Linked DNA regions of Mus musculus: region 1 is linked to region 2. The links are chromatin contacts, called in public ChIA-PET maps. All regions are on one chromosome and are shown on one strand. The core of a region is the stretch at or near the end of the contact, and the rest is flanking DNA. Distances in the headings are between cores, read along the strand shown. Region 1 has its middle 11 kb from the start of Tmem156. Region 2 overlaps Rbm47 (RNA binding motif protein 47).

The links. ChIA-PET counts read pairs in DNA pulled down with a chosen protein or histone mark.
Region 1: a contact with region 2 is called in an RNA polymerase II ChIA-PET map of memory CD8 T cells, with 5 read pairs. The contact joins two enhancer-like sites. A contact is called at or near these places in 1 of 39 promoter capture datasets (pre-B cells), 1 of 484 Hi-C or Micro-C datasets (embryonic stem cells) and 1 of 115 datasets of contacts at active chromatin or transcription factors (memory CD8 T cells).

Annotation. Positions count from the first base shown.
Region 1 is chr5:65,099,606-65,104,907 of GRCm38.p6, reverse strand. No RefSeq gene overlaps it. Among named protein-coding and RNA genes, the nearest start is that of Tmem156, 11 kb to the right of the region's middle. Within about 2 kb of position 2,032, at least 106 of the 459 cell types and tissues checked have an H3K27ac peak or open chromatin away from gene starts, as enhancers often do. A contact at or near this core is called in memory CD8 T cells, where this site is marked.
Region 2 is chr5:66,072,506-66,077,596 of GRCm38.p6, reverse strand. The region is part of intron 3 of Rbm47 (RNA binding motif protein 47); the gene reads left to right. Among named protein-coding and RNA genes, the nearest start is that of Gm40310, 65 kb to the right of the region's middle. Within about 2 kb of position 2,331, at least 159 of the 459 cell types and tissues checked have an H3K27ac peak or open chromatin away from gene starts, as enhancers often do. A contact at or near this core is called in memory CD8 T cells, where this site is marked.

The sequences.
Region 1 (5,302 bases), core at 783-3,282, 970 kb after region 2:
AATGAAAACCTCAAAAGCAATCTCAGAGATGGACAGGTTTTTTTTCCTAGTCAAAGCAGTTCCATGAAGATACAGAAATGCTAAGACACACATTCTACCAAGGTCTCAAACTTGGGAGGAAGAACTGGCCCAGCAAGCTGGCTCAAGGAAGTAGAAGGCCTTCCTTTGCATGAAGGCCTCATGGTCCACGTAGGTTCTTCAGAGGCCATGGTAAAGGGGACTGACTACTTCAGACTGCTCTCCGACTGCATCCATAGGTGCACTATGGCACACATAGCCACACAAATAAGTAATTAGTTAATTAATTAAAAGAGCTGAGTGTGATGGCACACACCTGTGACCCCAGAGCTTGGAAGACAGAGATGGGTGACTCTCTGAGATTGAGGCCAGCACAGTCTGCCTATGGAGTTCCAGGTCAGCCTTGCTGGAGGAAGTATGTCGCTTGGGACAGCCTTTGAGAACTTAAAGCCTCACCCCCACATCACTTTTGCTCTCTGCCAGCTTTTGAAGGTGCCTGCCACCATGCTTGCCCTGTCATTATGGACTCTCTCTCTGTAGTGTAAGACGAAATAAACTCTCCCTTCTTTAAGTTGCTTTGTTCATGGTGTCTCATCACAGCAACAGAAAAGTAACTGAGGCAATGTGGTAAGAGCATGGTCCTGCCTTTCGTGTGAGAGTCATGGAGCCTGCCCCCGGCACAGGGAAAGCTAAGGCCCCTTTGTTCTCTAGACCATGTGGCCAGCAGATAGGGCATAGTTTCCTGTCAACTCATAGAGCATCATGATTTGACCTCAGGCCCGTGAGCATGAGCTCTGTCTCCTGGGAAGACTCATTCTTTACATGTGGAAGGAAGGTACTTTCCTCTCCTTCAGACCCTTACAGAACATTTACCTCACAGCTGCTCCACACAGACATGGGAAGCAGTATGCATTCTTTTACACACCTATTTCCATTGGCCATCTGTAAGTAGATCCCTTCTTCGAGACCACACTTTCTGACTTGGAGGTGGGGCTACCCGACCCTGTTGACTGCTGTTTTTATGTTTCACCACAGCATGGCTTAAGACCCCTCGTGGTCTAACAAGCTGCTGCTTGCCACTCTAGCACTGTGCCCATTCTGAACCGTTTGCTTTGTCTATACCCCATTATTTTTTCCCACAGTCAGGCCTTTGAATCTGCACACACACACACACACACACACACACACACACACACACACTTTTCTGATATTTGCTGAATCTGGGCCTCTCAAAGCTTGCTGTGTTCTTCCTACATCTCCCACCCATAGTGCCCAGGGCACCTTTCTCTCTGTTGTGGTATGTTCTGGCTATGAATATGGGTTTACTTGCCTGGCTCTCTGACTGGTGGAGAATGTCTGCTACAGGAATTCATAAATATTTTATAAATGAATGAATGAAAAATACCCTTGTCCTATAAACCATTGAGAAATAAAATAGCCACTCTGTTGAATAGAATAGCCCCACCCTGAGCATTGCAACACATACAAACAGAAACTTTCTTCTATTTTACAGTATTATACCACAAGTTTCATGAAATTTTAGAAGACTTTAATTATTCCATCATCTTACAAGAATGAGGAGATGAACAGGAAGTGCTTGTGTTTGTTTTCCTGTATTATGATAAGCAGCCTAACATCTCAATATGCTTGTTATACACTGCTAAAAAAAATAAATAACTGTTGCGTGCCTACTGATTAGTCGTTTCGTAATTTAAAGACTGTTCCAGCTCTGTGTTTGATATATCATTTCCTGATGGCTGTTTAATAACGGAAAAGAACAACCCACTTTGGTTTCTGCTCTCATGTTCTCTGAGAGCAAGCTCATAGCCACACTTTGTATGAATGTTTACAGATTTGCTGCTGTGAGTGCCAATGGTCGGCCTGCCTCGGATGTATCCATCAGCACCTGTCGATCATATGGGGTGATCCACAGCCCGGGAGACACCACACTGCTCGTTATGGAAAAGAGAGTGAACAATGAATCAGAGCCACACAAACCCCACACTGCTCGTTGGTTTTCACGCTTCCTCTTTCACCCCCCCCCCCAGTCTTGTTCAACTTTTAAGCACACACGCACCCTCTGCCTTCACACTTGCTTCTGTGTTCAGTGTCTATTCTTGGCACAGAGCACTTGGGGAAAGATTCTGGCTGTTTAATAAGCAGCTGACCTGAGCTACAAAGACATCAGGAAGATGGCACAGTGCAGTCAGATACCAATCTACACGATACCGGGGAGAGAGGGAACAAAGGCCTCTCATACTCTGGGCCAACCCCAAGGAAGTCAAGAAATGCTGTTAATAAGATACAGAAAGCCTCACTTGCTGCAGTCAAGCTTTTGTTTTGGATGCTTTGAAGTCTCAGCCTGCATCTATGGGAATCTCATCTTTTCAGACTGAGCCATTAATGTTTTATGTTATCAAACAATCGAAGGTTGCTATGTTGCTCTAGTGTTGTGAAGGATGTCTTGATCATGTATTTCCACTTCTATATGCACATATCTAAGATAAGGCACTTCCATATCAAAGGAGTTACCCAAAGCTTTGTGGCCAGAGGCTGGAATACCTCAGAGACCCAGGGAACTCATTACAGGCCGGTTGTCCCTTCTGAGGGCGCTAGCTGAGAAGGCAAGAAAGCAGTTTCAACAGGTTCATTCCTGCACAGGCTGCTTATCTTAGTACTGCAGGGTTTGTTAGTTAAAACAAGTCCTTCCTTCCAGCCATAGGTGACTTGGGTGGGGGTGGCAGTGGCTGCAAAGTAGCTGGTAGTATGTGGACTGGATATAAGCTTCCCTCTGAGGAAGCTTAAATAAGCAGGCCTGGGGTGGCTGCCCAGTTCTGAGCATCCTCAGTCCAGTGCTGGCAGATCAAACCAGATTTCCCCCTCTGAGGAAGAAATAGATGGGGTGACGCTCACCTGTGACCTGAGACAGGCCCAGTACCTTTCCTGGTTCTCTAAGGAGCTGGTTCTAAGAGCTGCTTATACTTCTAAGGCTGGCCAGCTGCCTCACCCCACCACGGAAGGGGGATATCCAGTGTGCCCTTGTGCTTTGCCACAACCTTGCTGCAACCACGGGATGTGATGAAACATGTCGGTTGTCTCCTGGTAGCCTCCTCTGAGGTTCTGAGTTTCTGGTCAGTGCTGTTTGAGCTGCCCGGGGGATATATGCCAGCGTTGGGAACAACATTATAGCTCCTTTCTCAATAACCTCCATTTCTAAAATAGCAAAGAGACTGCACTAAGGAAGGGAAAGACTGTGGAGGGAGAATGTTGTAATAATTTACATATAGTACAAAGCTACTCTTTCTAGTATATAGCTCCAGAATTTTAACTAATATACAGTTGCCACAAAACCCAACGTAGTCATGGAACATCTCTGTGCTCTAACAATTCCCTCGTGTCTGTCTCTATGTTGTCTATCTCTAGCCTGTGGCAACCACTTATCTATTTTCTGTCCCTGTGGTTTAAGCCTTGTCCCACGTGGCATGGCAATGGGACCATAACAAGGCTCTCTTAGCATCCTCACATAGCCAGTTTGTGCCCAGCCCATTCATTCAGAGCACGGACCATTGCCTGACAATAAGTTATTTTCATTATCTACTTGATTTCTCTTTCATTTGAGTGTCCACTTGCACTAGGAAGTGAGACAGGGATTTTTGCCTGTCTGCTACCGATTCTCCAAGGTTCACGAAGCAACCTAAGTGTTCAGTAAATATTTGTTGGATGACACGCTATGTGAATGAAGAGATTGGGGAATCCTGGGACCCTCCCCCCCAGTGGGGGGGGGGCTCAAACAGACCTTGTTAAGAAGAGATAATTTTCCTTACAAAATGTGTTAATTGAAGGATTTGTCTGTTGCCTTGTAGGTTGGCTACCGGAGAGTAATACAATCAAGAGACACCATGCTGTTGAATGGTTTCTTCAAATTCACCTGGATGGTGAGATTACCCAGAACAGAACTGGCCTGAGGTGAGGAAAGCCTTCTGGGGTTGTTGCAGGCACTGGATGACTTAATGGGCATGAAGTGTTTACTGCAGTGGTTTTCATCTGGGAACCGTTTTGTTCCCCCAGGGGCTATGGCAATGTCTGTAGACATTTTTGTTGTCAAAAGTAGGACAGAGAGGACAGCTACTGGAATCTGCTGAAGATCACAGAATGTGCAGTATGGTGCTCCATGACAAAGAATTATCGCAGAATGTGTAGCCAGGCTTGAAGTAAGGGGTGCATTTGCATTTGATGATGATATTATTATTAATTATTATTACATCATTATTGGTAGTAGTAGTAACAGTAGAAATATCCCCCACCGTGTGTGTGTGTGTGTGTGTGTGTGTGTGTGTGTGAGATGTACATGTAAGATGTGTGCAGATGTTGGACTACAACAGAGATTCTGGAATACCACAGAGCCTCCCAGAGCTCTCAGAGTTACAGACAGTTGCGAGCTGCACAATATGGGAGCTGGGAATCAAACTCTAATCCTTTGGAGGAGGGAATACATGCTTTTAATGGCTGAGCCATCTTTCCATCCCTGTGCTAACGTTATTTACAAATGACCCTTCCTAACAAACCCTCTCACCCAGGCTGGCAGTGAAGCTGTGCATAAAGTCTCAAGTCAGACTCTTTACGTTTGAAGCTCAGCGTGAGCCTTGGCAGCGTGCTCTGGAGCAAGTTACGTGACTTTTCTATACGTCTCTGCCTATGAAAGGGGATTAATTAGAGTAATTGCCTCAGGGAGCTGCCAGGGAGTCGAACGCAGTAGTCCATACAGAGCACACCACTGCGGTAGTACGTAGTAAATGGTCAATAAGCCTCATTGATTACTTTTTTGTCTCTGATACCAAAAAAGATCTTCCCACAGGATATAACGAAGGAATTAAGAAAAGTTTCCACTAGGGAGGAGAAATAGAAAATATTGCTCATATAAAGTATACACTGGCATTAATTTCACATAATGATAGATAACTACATAGGGTTAAAATTAAAATAAAACACAATAAGGCTATTCAGTGTGTGTGTGTGTGTGTGTGTGTGTGTGTGTGTGTGTGTAGGAAATCAAAGCCAGAGTATTCAACTAGCAGCGTTCTTCACACACAGCCTCGGGATGAACACTTCCACCACACTGGCTCAGGAAAGGGAGCATTCTCTCCTCCACGGAGTACCCGCTGCAGAGCAGAGTCTGGGTTGGATGCCTCATGGGAGGAGACCAGAGTCGACCTTCAAGTCTGGCTGAAGAAGAAAGACAATTAATTTGAGAATGACAAAAATGAGGGTTTCAGGGTCGATCTAA
Region 2 (5,091 bases), core at 1,082-3,581:
GCTTCCTTCGTGCTTGGCAAGGGACGGCTTCTGAGCTGTACACCCCAGCCCCAGTCAGCCTTACAGAGTACCGGGAAGAGGCGATCCTCTGTTAGAAAGCCAGCCATTGGCTTGAGCTTTCTCTCTTTTGTAATTCATCTGTTTTGAAGATAAGACTTTCTGGGCTCTAACTTGTTTGTTTTACTTATGATTTTTTTCTTTGAGATTTTTTTTTTTTACTGTATTCATTTATTTCGGGGGGGGGGGGGGGGCAGACACATGCCCCAGCACCTGTGTGTGTAAAGCTCAGAGGGCAATTTGAATAGGTTCACTTCTTCCTCCACAGGGGTCCAAGGACTTGATCTCAGGGTTGACTGAGTCATGTCACCAGCCCTTGCTCGAAACTGATTCTTCCTCACTAACTACAGAGATTCTCAGCCCCGTATTCAGCAGCCTTCAAGTTTTTTCCTAAGTTCAAGCTTTGCTATGCTTGGATAAAGAATAACTGTCATCGTAAGAGAGCTAAGTGAATTAAGGCTGAGTTACTGATTTCCTGGGAGTCAAAGGTCCCTGTTTTAAATAGAACCAGAGGAAGTCCTTACAACGGGGCTCAGGCTCAAGGGGACACCTTGGGAAGAGGAGTTCAGGGAAAGGAACGTTCTGGGGAAAAAAGCTGCACGTCTTGTCCAGAAGGTCCCTTCTCGGAATAATAAAAGACAGCGTGTGTCTTCACAGTACTTCCTCCTAGCTGTGAATGAGAGGGACTCTGTTCTAAACTTGGCCTTGGTGTGTGACGGAGCTGTGTGTGTGAGATCTTGTCAGTGAGGCCCGATGGCTGCATGGTCCACTCTCTCCCCAGGGGCATCCGTGAAACTACCCTGAGAGTGTCTCAACTGAATATCTCACATCGCTTCTAGAAAGAGCAAGGGTTCCTGCTTTCTGTGCAGTCAGAGTTCGTTTTCCTCACTACTGGTAGAGAGCCTTTCATAGGACACTACTTTAAAAAAAAAAATCACCAGCTGGCCTTGAATATCTTTAACTTTATGGACAACCACAGCGGCAACATCTTGTAATTGTACAGTTAAAAAGAAAAGAAAAAAGAAAAGAACCCACCCCCACCCCCCCACTTTCTTGGCCTGGAGAGATTGGTCAGTGGTTCTTTTCCCGAGTTTAGTTGGTACCCTTTCATGGGTGCTCACCACAACCTGTAGTGCCAGCTCCAGGGCATCCTCTTCTGGCCTCCGTAGGCACCTTGACACTGGTGCAACCCCCACACCCCCAACACACCTGTAAACACAATTTATAATTCAACACATCTTTTAAAAAACTCCTTTCTCAAATAAACTCCATGTCTACCATTAGCTTTAGTCTTGCGATGTTAAATGAGAACGTTGAAATAAACGATATGACCACCTATCTGGCTAGGAGAAGAGCTGACGTGTGGACTTTCCGCCTCCGTGGACCCAGCTCTTCTCTCTCTGGCCCCACTCCTGCCACCCGCACAGTGTGTGGTGACCTGTGTCAGCATTACCTTTGGTCTACGGGGGCCTCTCAGAACACAGACTTCATGGTGTGCCTTCCATGTGTGAGACACTGCACCAAGTGCGTTAGGGGTTCACCCCTAGCCCCCACACAACTCTGCTAGCTCGGAATCCTTCACCCTTCTCACTGAAGGGAACCAAGGCTCGGAGCAGTCGGATGATCTGCATAAAGCCATATATTTGCCATGTTCACCCTGTCAGCTGCCTGCCACAGGTCTGAAGAAAGCCCTGCCTTTCCCCTATCTTCATCACAGTGGAGCTCAATGCAAGGGGCCTTAAACAATTTCTTTTCCTCCTAAGTCTTGACTTTTATCCACACCATGCCCCCTGATGGATAGATGTTGTCTTTGTAACTAGACATAGATGTGGGTTAGATTCGATTTTTAACTTAGCCTTTAACTTTCAGAGCCGAAGGAAAACCAGGGTTAGGGGCTAGGAGGTCAGTGGGCCTGCTTGGTAGGCTTGGCAGGGACCTCTTTGCGGGGAACCCTGGAATAGAGGTGGCTTCCTTGGGCAGAAAATTGGTCAGATGACTCTCAAGCACACAGAGATGTGTGTGTGTGTGTGTGTGTGTGTGTGTGTACACGATCGCTCACGCATGTGCCTGTGTGGAGAAGGTATGGCAACAGGCATTTATGGAGGCAGAAGCAGGAAGCTGCCTGCTCGTGTTCCTCATACAGGAAGCAGAGTAAAAGGACAGGAAGTGGGGCCCGGCTATAAAACCTCAAAGCCAGGCTGAAGAGTACTTAAGAGCACATGCTGTTCTTGCAGGGGACTTTGCACCATACAGCAGTTAAGTGTGTACAGCCCCAGTTCCGGGGGATCCGGCACCCTTTCCATTCTCTACAGACACTAGGTGCTCTCATGGTATGCCTACATATCCAGGCAAAACACTCATATAAACAGATCAGAGGGACAATCTAGGGGGCAACCTCAAAGCTCACCCCACAGTGACACACTTCCTCTTTAAAGTTTCACAGTCTTCTTGAGACAGGGCTGCCAACTAGGAAGTGAGTGTTCCAACACAGGAACCTACCGGCGCGTTTTTAATTCAAACCACCATACAGGGCTTCTGGGTCTTTGCTGAAAATGCTAGGCTTTGTAGAGCTATGAGCCCCGGGAATCCTCCTGTCTCTACTTCTCCAGCAGAAGGATTACAAATCTACTCCACCTTGAACATGGGTGCTGGAGGTGAACACTTAAGCTCACGGAAGTTCAGCAGCATTTTACAAACCTGTCATGCCTTGTTTTGTTTTAAAGATTTATTTATTCATAGGCATGATTGTTTTGCCTGCATGAATTTCTGTGCACTACGTTTATGCTTGGTACCCAAGGAGGCCAGAGAGAGGCCATCAGAGTCTCTGGAACTGAAGTGACAGATGGTTGTGAACTGCAGTAGAGATGATGAACACAGACTCTGTAAGAGCCCTTAGAGCCAGCGGCCAACGCACTTATTGTTGAGCCATCTCTCCGGCCCCTTGTTTTGTTATTCTGAGACAAGCTTTTGCTACATATCTCTGGCTGCCTATGTAATTGAGGCTGACCTTGAACTTGTGACAATCCCACCTCTTTCTGCCTCTGAAAGCTGGCATTGCAGGTGTACACTACCACACCTGATTGCCAAGAAGAGTTCTTTTGCTCTCAGTATTCTTGGCAAAGGAAACTGCGGAGGTGCATCCAGATTGTTACTGACGTGGCTCTGTGGGCCGTTGTTCTCCTGCCTGGGAGAACAAGAGAAGTGAAATCAAGGGGTACCCAAATCAAGGGGTGCCCAGAATGCTTTCCAAGCTTTCAGGCAACCAGACAGATACCTTGGATGTCCATAGGGTCTAACAGCCATCACCCCAAGGATGGCCTCCTGCGTCCCTACTCTGGATTTCATATTGAAAGAGCTAATTAGCAGCTGGGCCCTTTCCCTGCTAGCACAGTGGCCTGTGTGTTTGCCGCTAGGTATGCCAACCCCAGGTGGGTTTTGAGCATCATTGCTGAGGCACTGTTTGGTGTGTCAGAGCGCACTGGCCTATTTCTGCTGGCCTTCCTTTCCAGCAGGATTCCTAAACGGAACTTTGTACCACAAATGAACCTGGACTCCTACCTGCTGAGGAGTTCAAGAGACTGAACCGTGTCCCGTGCAGCTTCCCCTCATTTAAGGATTGTGAAACCCCAATGGGTTTAAATCGATCATTGTTTAAACGACTGTCCTCTCTGTGTCCGCTCGCTGCGTATGCAAACTCTGGAAGAAACCAAACAAAGATCTCATTCTGCTTCTCCTCCAGCAATGACTTTTTACTGTAAGAACATAGGAAACACCTGCTTGCTCATGGTTTCGTTGTTTAATACAGAATCTCCCTCGCTCTGTAACTCAAGAACTAACTTATAGATATAGCCCAGGATGGCTCCAAACTCACAATCCTTAGCCTCCCCAGTGTTAGGGTTATGGAGTTGTTTATCTTTCATTATTTGTTAAGAAAATTAGAGCAGCTTGACTACATTTTCTGCTGCTATTTGATACGTTACTCTAAGAAAGCAATAAATAGCCCCTCACGAAGACAGCAGGCCCAAGGATGTCCTCTTGGGACTAGCATCCCACTTCTTGAGTGGTAAGGACTGTTTGTGCTGCATAAGAATCTGAATGTAGAAACGGGCAGGGAGTGGATGCTGTTGAAGGAACACATACCTGGGTGAGGGACCCGATTCACCTGGACTTCCGTGTGATTTAGAGAACCCTCTATTCCATTCTTGCCTGCTCTCTGAGCTGGTGTGCTGGCTACACTTCTCAGGAGCACTCTTGTTTGTGCCGTAGGAAAAAATAAAGAGATTTGTCTTGTTTTAAGTAGGAAACAGATTTGGAAAGTGTATTTTTATTAGAGAAATTAGATATTTGGAGATGCTGGCTTATGAATGGTAGTGGGACATATTTTTCTCACCCTCTTCCCTTTAGACGGGGTCTCACTATCTATGTAGCCCAGGCTTACCTCTCAACTCACAGATCCACCTGCTTCTGCCTCCTGAGTGTTGGAAATAAAGGTGTGTGTCACCACACCCAGAAGTGCAGTATCGTTTAAAAATAGAGTTTTAGCCAGGCTTTGGCTTCATGCCTCTAATCCTAGCGCTTGGGATACAGAAGTGGTTACTATAAGATCAAGGCTAGCTTGGGCTAAAAAGTGAGACTCTGCCTCAAGAAAACAGACAAGAGAGAAAGACAGGGGAAAGGGAGGAAATTTTATTTCATTTTTTAAAAAAGATTTATTTATTATTACACATAAGTTCACTATAGCTGACTTCAGGCGTACCAGAAGAGGGTGGCCAGATCTCATTATGGGTGGTTGTGAGCCACCATGTGGTTGCTGGGATTTGAACTCAGGACCTTCGGAAGAGCAGTCAGTGCTCTTACCCGCTGAGTCATCTCACCAGCCCTTATTTTATTCTTAAATACAAAAACAGAAATCATTTTTAGAGAACTGTTTTCATTTTCACAGTTTTCATTTAGAAATAAGCACTCATTGCTCGTTCCTAATCAGAGTCTTTGGTAAAGAATTTACTGTTGACAATTCAAAAAACGATCTATTTT